2 separate regions of the Sus scrofa genome follow, and region 1 is linked to region 2. The links are chromatin contacts, called in public Hi-C maps. All regions are on one chromosome and are shown on one strand. The core of a region is the stretch at or near the end of the contact, and the rest is flanking DNA. Distances in the headings are between cores, read along the strand shown.

Region 1 (4,560 bases), core at 149-2,648, 840 kb before region 2:
GGAGGTCAGGCCCCTCCCATGACTGCAGCCCCAGGAACGCAGCTGATTATCCGCCCAATTTTCTCTCTGCTGATGAACGCCTCCCCGCAGCCTTCCGCTCACACGAAAGAACATTAAGAAACCAAACGGAGCAACGTATAAGATAATAGCCTAGGAAGATGAGTTTTGGTAAAAACAAATATATCATTCACGGACGCTACAGGCTTCAACACTTTTCCTAAAAGCACACGAAGCCCTCAGCTCTGTCAGGATCCAACCGACAGGTAAGCATTGGGCTAGAATATTACGAGCGGTTTCTTTCTTAGCCATTAAAGTGTGGGAACCCTTCACTTCCCCAGCCAGCCAGCCGTTCTGCTTGCCCCCAGGGTCTTTTTGTCTCCCCACCTGAGAGTATTTCGAGGCATAAAAGAAGACCTAAAACTCTGTGGTCATGAGGAGGTGTGGCAGCAGAAAAGGGAACACACAGGCGGCGGCATCTGCAAGCCCCGTGTCATCAGATGGGACCAGACAGTGGGTGGAAATCCAGCAGGCACTGCCGCAGGGTGCCAACCCCACCTGATGCACAGGAGATGCTGCGTAGTAATATAATAAAGAACACACGGGCTCAGCAGCCACGGTCACACCTCAGCACGCCACACTGGATCCACACTGCTCACGGCTGCCGACAGTGGGGAGGTCCCGACACCTCCTGGGTAAACTGGGAACTGGGTAAATTAGGGGTAGAACCAGGCAACAGTTTACTGTAACCTGTTAGTCCAACAAAACTCCTCAGCAAAACGTTCCTCCTGGTTGTGTGGAATTTATTTGCTCGCCTTGTTTCAACCTGTTAATCTCAAGAATGATTCAAGCTTCAATGGACTCTGACCTAAAATTAGCTGCAATTTTTTTTTGCACCTGTCTCTAGCCACATTTTTCTTAGAAGAGATCAAATAGCTTTAGTCACATTCTCTATTATAAAAAACAAAAACAAAACACCCAGGAGTTCCTGTCGTGGCATAGCAGAAAACAAATCTGACTAGGAACCATGAGGTTGCAGGTTTGATCCCTGGCCTCACTCAGTGGGTTAAGGATCCAGCATTGCCATGAGCTGTGGTTGTAGGTCACAGACACGGCTCGGATCCCGCGTTGCTGTGGCTGGGGTGTAGGCTGGCAGCTGTAGCTCCAATTTGACCCCTAGCCGAGGAACCTCCATATACTGCTGGTGCAGCTCTAAAAAAAAAAAAGGCAAAAGACAAAAAAACCCACAAAAAAACAAAAAACAGTGCCCTAAGGACCTACCAGCGTGTAGACAATAGCCAGGAAATTCAAGTGTGAATTGCACAGGGTAAGAGGAAGAAGGCTGTTTCTGATAAAGAAGACGGCAATGCAGGCCAGGCGCGCGGCCACGGCGGGACCAGGAGAAAGAGCTGCGCTGGCGGCCGCCCCCCCAGGACGGCCACGAGGGCCGGGTCAGGGCCACCACTGGCCTGGAGACCTCACTGCCGTCTGCAGAGGGCGTGGGGAGCTCTTCCAAGGAGCCAGGGCCCTTCCACGGCTGGAGAGGGTGGACACCTTCTCCCCTTCGGGGGAGCCCACACAGGAGGCCCCCCGTCCTCCCTAGGACGGACCAGGACGGCTCCTTACACGTCGGCCATCGTCACGTCTCTGGGAAATGTTAGGAAAAAACGGAAGCGGGAATGTTAGAACTCCTTTGAAAGAAAAGCCAAAGACTTTTTTTTTCTCTTTAGGGCTGCACCCACGGCATATGGAGGTTCTCAGGCTGGGGTTGAATTGGAGCTGCAGCCACTGGCCTACACCACAGCTCACGGCAATGCTGGATCCTTCACCCACTGAGCGAGGCCAGGGGTCGAACCCAAGTCCTCATGGATACTAGTCAGGTTCCTAACCCACTGAGCCACAGTGGGAACTCTGAAAAGCCAAAGATTAGTGAGGACACTGAGAACTTGCTGAAGAAGAAAGAGACCCTCGGCCAGGAGTCCTGGATGCATCCAGATCAACCAGGACCCCACGTCTGCTGCGGGAGCCGGGCCTGAGGCAGACGCTGTCTGTAAACCTCCTGGGTCATATGGGGTCACGCAGGTCGCACACGGTCTTACCGTGATGGCAGGGGACCCAGCTGTCGCTGGCCTGCTTTGCTTTCCTCTGCGCCGCGGAGGGAGCAGAGGGACGTCGTGGCGACAGACGCACGGGGGCGCAGGCCAGCGTCGCAGGAACACCTGTCCCCTCTCCTTCCACCGCAGCCCCACGCCCCGCCCGCTCAGGGCGGCCCGCGGAGCATCCTTCATGACCTCGCGCAGCAGAGGACACTCGAACCACGGCCCGTGCTTCATCTGGGATCAAGCTCGCACCCTTTCTCTGGGCGTAGAGAGGCTTCATCCGCCCGCCTCTCGCGTCTCAGTCCCTCCGCCCCGGATTCACGCTCCACTGCAGCCCAGCTCGCGCCCAAGGGCCTCCCCGCGCAGTCCTTCCAGACAAGCGGGTGGCGGGGGCCTCTGGGGGGCGGTCCGCTGCTCGCTGCTCTGGGGCCTGGCTGCGCGGTCTGCGCTGCCCTCCTACGCCTGGTCCTGCATGGGCCACTCCTGTGTCCTGATGCCGCGATGCTGTGACCCTCACGCGGCTGACCTCGTCAAACCTGGTTACGCTCGACGCACCGTCGCACTCCGGGCTCTTCCAAAAGGCGTAGCCCCTGCGTTATCCCGAGACAGAAAGCACGTCCCCGGCTTGGGGTCGGGGCAGGTACGGCTTCCCCTGCGGCAGACTTTGCCCAAACCTCGATCTTCCCATGCGCGCTTTCAACAGCCCTGGACGCCCCCGAGCGGACACCAGCGGCCCCGAGCGGACACCAGCGGCCCCGCGCGGGCGCTGGCCCGAGTGCAGCGTCGTCAGTGTCCCACAGGCCCCGGCTGGCTCTCGTCGCCTCCGTGTTCTCTGCCCCACTTAACAGGGCCCCAGTCCCACATCGAGGTTGGGTCTCTGTGTCCGACAAAACCGTTCCTGTCTCTTGTCACGACGGGGACGACGGCAGAACACAGACGAGGCAGCCGCAACGGGTCAGGCTGGCGGCTGAACTCGAGGCCGACCCCAAGGGCTTCTCGAGGTCCCGAGCGTTCCTTTCAGGAGTGACTGTCCCGGGCTGCTTGAGTCTTCCTGTCCGCGCTGTCCGTCTGCTGAGACGCGGGAGGGCCTGGCTGGAGAGCTGTCCTGACCCACATTCGCCTGGTGCGTGGCCGGGGCGAGCTCTGGACCCCTGCTCCCGGCAGGCGTGCCAGGTCACCGCAGGCCTCCACAGCGGCCTAGTGAGACTCACCTTCACATTCCCTGAGTTTTCCCTCCTGTAAAGTGCTTGGGCCCCCGGGGACCCCATCACGCTGCCTCTGGGTCCCACCACCTCAGAGCATGGATCGGGCCGCGGGGCCGCATCTCTCCCAGCCTGGCTTGGGTGGGCTCAAGACACAGGCAGCTCTGGCCTGGCTTCTCCAGCCCCTCTGTCTTCAGGGTGCGTCCCCCAGCGAGGGCCAACTCTTCCCTCCTTTACCAGGAGCCGTCCCTGCCAAAGTCATCGTTAGGGTTGTCCTGTGAGCTTCCAGGTTTCCTCTGGGGGGAGAGGTCTTAGGGTCACGGAAAGGGTGGGGGCGGGAGGACTGGAGACACAGGTTCACGAGTGGCCGGCAGAGTCCCCGCAGGTCCCGTTAGGGATTGAACTGTGTCCCCTGAAGCTGCCTGTTGAGCCTGGTGTGATGGCGTTTGGAGACGGGGTCTCTCGGGTGGTTCCTCAGCTTGAATGAGGTGGTGAGGGTGGGGCCCTGGTCCCAAAGACCGGGGTCCTCAGAAGAGGAGGAAGGGACCCCGCGTTGGCTCACCGCCCTGGGAGGGCTCGGCAAGACGGCACCGTCTGCGGGCCAGGCGGGCGTCACCAGAACCAACCCTGGTGGCCCCCTGGTCCCCTGGCCGGGCCCCCTCTGCACTGTGGGCCACCACGTGGAGGTCAGCACATCTGCTCTGCGCCACTGCGAGGCAGGCGGGTCTCTGAAAGGCCAGCAGAGGCCACGCGGGGCCCCAGCCACAGCGCTGCCGCACGGCGAGCGGGCCTGCAGCTCCTCGCAGCGTGGCACACACAGGCACACACACATATGTGCACACACAGGCGCGCACACATGCATAGACACCCACACATGCACACACACACGCACACAGAGGCCCACGGGCATTGGAGGCACGCAGCTAGGCTTTCTCTTCTCACTCTCCCACAGATGGCGGGGAGGCACCAGAACCGCGGGGGGCAGCCAGGGGCCGGCTCTGCGCTCAAAGAGGTTGTTCATGAAAAAGTAATTGCAGGCTGAGAAATGACTCTGTCCATCAGCATTAAGAAAATGTCTCGTTTATACAGCGGCCCTCTGGGCTACCAACGTTATAAACATTGTGAAAGGAGACCCCTGTCGCCTCGTGATTTAAATCTCAGAACGAGGACTATACAGAGTAAATAAAGTCAAGAATCAAATTACTACAATCTAGAAACTCTTGCGATGCATGCTTTTAAGGATAATCAAACACAATCACCAG
Region 2 (4,651 bases), core at 126-2,625:
AGAGACAGTGTCTTTGGTTAAAGGGTTTTTAAACATCGCAGAATCCCTCATCTGAAATTGTTATCTTCAGAGTTGGTCTTATTGTCCTGATTCATTTATTTATTTTCTTAAAACTGACTAACTCAGTCAATGGTCCTCACATTGAGTAACCAAGTTTAGTTTATGCCTGTGCTTTACCAAGTTTGGCTGCTGTTTTTTTCCTGCCCAGTCAGGGGGCAATTCAGGCCCGTAATATGGATTGACCGCCAGGTGTCTCGGGGACTGGAGCCAGATGTTTCCACTGTGGCTTTGAGGTCTGGGCCATACACTTGCTGAGCCCCAGGGGTTATTCGCTGGTGTTTTAGAACCACATCTGCTTCAAGCCGTCAGCTAGGAAAAAAAAATTAATCAAATAAAAAAGTATGTGTGGGATCTGTGAAGATACGTCCATGTACGTGTGTGTGAAAAGTGCCAAACTGTTGGGCCAGGTGCTTTGAGAGACAAGAGAAAGAGTTCTCCTCGCCCCAAGGCGCACACGCAGGGTAAAGCCTCCCTCACTGTGTGGGAGCCTCGCTCGTGCACGGGGTCGGTTTGCTGGAGATGAAGAGGCTGACTGCAGACCCTTTCACGCCGAGCAGGTTCAAAAGCATTAATATCTTCACATTCTAACCGTCTGCAATTTAAACCTGGTGACCAGAATGCAACAGCAGAGGAAGATACAGCGCAGAAGAGCATGAAGAAGAAACGGAGCTCAGACCCCGCACAGCGGGCAGCCGACGTCAGGAGGACCCCGGCTGAAGGAGCAGCGAGGGGTCTGGCGAGGCTTTGGGATAACGGGACATTTCCCGGGATGCAGCAAACCGCTGTTTCTGCCACCTTTTTATGGTTGGTGATGGTAAAGGATATTGCAGATGGAGTTGCTGCTTCCTAAATTCCACAAAGATAAACATATTTGGACCTATTTTTAGAGAATAATGGACTGTGCTATCATAACTGGCATTAAAATGGAACTAAACTTTAGCTACATGGAATTCATGGCTCTAAACACACACACACACACACACACACACACACACACACACACACACAACTGGCTTGTTGGAATAATAGTGAAAGCCAAAACACACTCTCAAAATTCTGGAGTGAAAGCATATTCTCAGAAGTGTGTCCTCCGCGGCAAAACAAAAGATGCTCACAGGTGTGACAGCAGGAACAAGCACCTTGATGTTGGAGAGAGACATTTATGACGGCAGAAACCTTTCTGAGCGGAAAGACCAGTGCTTTTCTTTGTACGCTTTGTCTGAGAAAAGCCAGGGGCGTGAATACGAGGGAGGAAGGGAGTCGTCTTGTTCCTGTTGGGGCAGAAAGCACGGTGGCCGCCCTTTTCTCTACATCCCTGCTTCCCCCCATCATCGGACACGTGTTCTGCGTTAGTCACTCTGAGTCAGTCACTCGCTGAACTGTCTTCTGTGCTCTGGCAAAGATAGGGGATCTATCTGGGTTTCCTTAGCGATATTCCAAACACATTTTTTTTCTGCGCTCCCATACCGAGCGAGCACATAGTTTGGGAGGAATTCCTGTCGTGTGGGAGGCCGGCTCCGCTCCATTCACACACTCTCTCTCCCAGATGTGACCCCGTGGGCTTAGCCCTATGTCCGCTGGGGCCGCCAGGCAGCCCTGGCCGCAGGATCCTCTTGGACAACCGCAGCGGTCTTGCTGCGTCTTCTTATGCATGTGGTGTGTGCATGCTATGCTTCAGCATTTTTTAAACTCTTCCTTTGAGTAAATTAAAAAAAGTTTGTGAAAAAGTTTGCTCCAGGAAAAGGGAGCCAAAGGGCTCGCTGATTCTTTTAATTGAATAAGGGGGGGGGCGGGGAATGGGGAGCGGGAGGTGGGGGGGATAGAAGAGAAAAAGGTATAGAAATCAGTTAGCCTCATGGACGGCTAGATGAGGTCCCTTGCTATTAAAAACATCCAGAGTGAGCCCTGGGGGTGGCCAACAAAGAAAGGGGTTGCTATTATTTGGGTTCCTGTTAAAATCTGACCCCACAGGGTGCTTTAAATCTCCGTGACCAGGGCACTGCCCTCTCCGAAACAGCAGACCTTCAGATGTGCACGGGAGACGAGACCCGGGATACCATTTAGAGGCCTCTTTGACCAGGGAAGGTCACCGTGTGACCATTTCAGGGGGACACCTGCAGCACGGCTTTGTCAACAGGGCCTTGGATCTGAACAAAACACACGCAGTCACTTCCCACCAGGACGTGACACTCGGGGCCGGCCCTGAGCCGGGCACATCTGGAAGGTGGCTCTTTCAGGGGGGCGTTTTCTCTCCGTTCCACGTCCGGGAGCGGGTGAGCGAGAAGCGCTGCCTTCACAGCCCGACTGTGCGTCAGTGCCATCGGTCGGGGGTGCGGCCAGGGCGCTGGGGCGCCTTGAAGGGCAGGCGCGGAGCCTCCAAGGCCGCTGTTCTGAACCAGGGCCTGGTGGGGGTGGGGGCCGGGTCTCAGGCCGGCCGGGGCTTAAAAACGGGGGATAGAGATGCCACGCAAGGGCGACTGGGCGAGAGCCATCCCTCACCGGGCGTGATCGCAGTTGTCCAGCCGCCGCCCCGGTCGCTAAGGACACTGGCTCAGCCCGCGGGGACAGCCGTGCCGGTGGAGTCCAGGCGGCTCGGTCATGAGCGCTGCGGTCCCGCTGTTGTTAACAGCAGTCCCGGCGACCGTCCTCAAGGCCTGGGAAAATGTCCACAGGCATGAGCCCGCCTTCTGCGCATCCGAACTCTACGTGACTCAGGGTCACTTCTTCACATAAAGAACGCGGGGGCGGCAGCTTGGGGGAGAAAGGACTCAACGCCAGATCGCCCACGTTCAAGGGTGAGCGTCCCGGTCCCGCTGCACGAGGGCTGTGCCGCCGAACGCACAGGCCTGTCAGCTTTTTGTGCGGAATCCTGCCAGGGGAACCCGCGCGCTTGCGCTGGGTGAAGGCAGCGTAGACCAGTGGGCGTGGGCCCGAGGCGCCTTGAGTTCCCAACCTTTACTCAGAAGAAAAACGCCCAACGGCGCTGGACTTCTACCGGGAAGTTTTCTGGGTCCCGGAGAAGGACGTGTCTCCCGCTGCAATTAACTCAGAAGACGCCCCTGCCTCTCGGGGCTGCGGCGCTTGCAGAAGGCCCGGACTGGATGAGCGCCACATACGTCCCCACGCGACGTTGTCCTTCCTTTTAAAAATCATTCCGGGAATCGTTTATTTTCTGGAGTGGGTCGTCTTTATTTGTTTACCCTGGAAACCACAGTTTGACATGCTGTCTTTCGTTCCTGGCGAGGCGATGCGAAAGGCAGAAAAACCCCGCTTGTTTGCAGTGCCAGGGATAAAACACTTGACTGAAGGCCAGGTGCGCTGCCCCCAGAACCTTCCCATCGCCTCTGAGGGACGAACATACATCCTGGATCCGAATCCTCGGCAAGTTCAGGAGGTTAGAGGTGACTCAGTCTCCACGAATGCAGTCTGGTCTTATTTTAAGAAGGCCTCTGAGTCATGTGGAGTTGTGTCAAAACATGTGTTATGTTATGTTATTTTAAAAAGGCAGCTTGGAGGGAGGAAATTGAACCATCTTTTTTTCAGAAAACCTGCCCTTTAATGGAAGAAAAGGGCAAGTCAGTTTCCCACACATCTCCCTCGGTCCCGCAGGCTCTGCTTTGACCCCACACGTATATTCTTCATGGGCTTTGCTATTACCATACTTTCTTGGAGCGTTTCAAGTTTGCAACTTGAGCTGTTCTGACTTCATATTTATTGTTCGATGTGGTTACAGGCACCGCTTAAGACTGAATAACATGTACTATCGCTCTATTATTATCTTGATTGATTAGCTACCCGGTGTGATGGTTCTACAGCTACATGCACTATTTTTATCAATATAAAATATGCATAATTTTAAGAAACTTTGGTGTTCTCAACTCAAATATAGGAATAGAACCGATCCTGTGGCTATTTCGGAGTTGTGACAATGTACTTGAAAGTCCCTGGGAAAGTGGCATGTCTTGGGGGTCAGTCAGCACAGGTCACAATGGGCTATTGGGCTGGTTAGGACCAGCTTCGCAGATCTCGCTGCGGCCTGCGGAGGGGCAGGCCTGCCCTGCAGGTGAGCAGGTCTCACTCGGTGACTCCCCTCTGGCACCGTGATCTCCCTGGCCTTCCCAGGTCACTGCCCGAGGGCCTGGGGGGGAAGAGCCCCGAGAGGAGAGGGAAGCCCAACCAGGATGGCCGGGGTGCCTGGCGCGTTCCCAGTGCTGTTCTTGCTTTGAGGCTGAACACAGAAAGCCAATGGCCTGGGAAGAGTCGGGGACCAACTGCCTAGGTTGTGACAGCAACATCCAGACTTGCTGACTACTGATCCCCAAAAAACCACCAGCATTCTGATGTAGGGAAGATGTTAAAAATCTGTTCTAAGAAGGAACTCCCGTCCTGGATCAGCAGAGACGAATCTGACTAGTATCCGTGAGGACACAGGATCGATCCCTGGATTCATTCAGTGGATTAAGGATCTGGTGTTGCCATGAGCTGTAGTGTAGGTGACAGATGCGCTCACATTTGCTGTTGCTGTGGCTGTGGCGAGGGCTGGCAGCTACAACTCTGATTTGACCCCTAGACTGGGAACTTCCATATGCCA

What was found. Hi-C and Micro-C count contacts between places; a contact is called where the count stands out from the background.
Region 1: a contact with region 2 is called in a Hi-C map of retroperitoneal adipose tissue, with 1.7 times the contacts expected there. The contact joins two enhancer-like sites. A contact is called at or near these places in 3 of 47 Hi-C or Micro-C datasets (embryonic fibroblasts, retroperitoneal adipose tissue and subcutaneous adipose tissue).

What each region holds. Positions count from the first base shown.
Region 1 is chr10:66,971,554-66,976,113 of Sscrofa11.1, reverse strand. All of the region lies in intron 3 of LOC102159132 (a long non-coding RNA gene), which reads right to left. Among named protein-coding and RNA genes, the nearest start is that of PITRM1, 23 kb to the left of the region's middle. Within about 2 kb of position 1,398, at least 2 of the 83 cell types and tissues checked have an H3K27ac peak or open chromatin away from gene starts, as enhancers often do. A contact at or near this core is called in retroperitoneal adipose tissue, where this site is marked.
Region 2 is chr10:66,133,030-66,137,680 of Sscrofa11.1, reverse strand. No RefSeq gene overlaps it. Among named protein-coding and RNA genes, the nearest start is that of KLF6, 350 kb to the left of the region's middle. Within about 2 kb of position 1,375, at least 31 of the 83 cell types and tissues checked have an H3K27ac peak or open chromatin away from gene starts, as enhancers often do. A contact at or near this core is called in retroperitoneal adipose tissue, where this site is marked.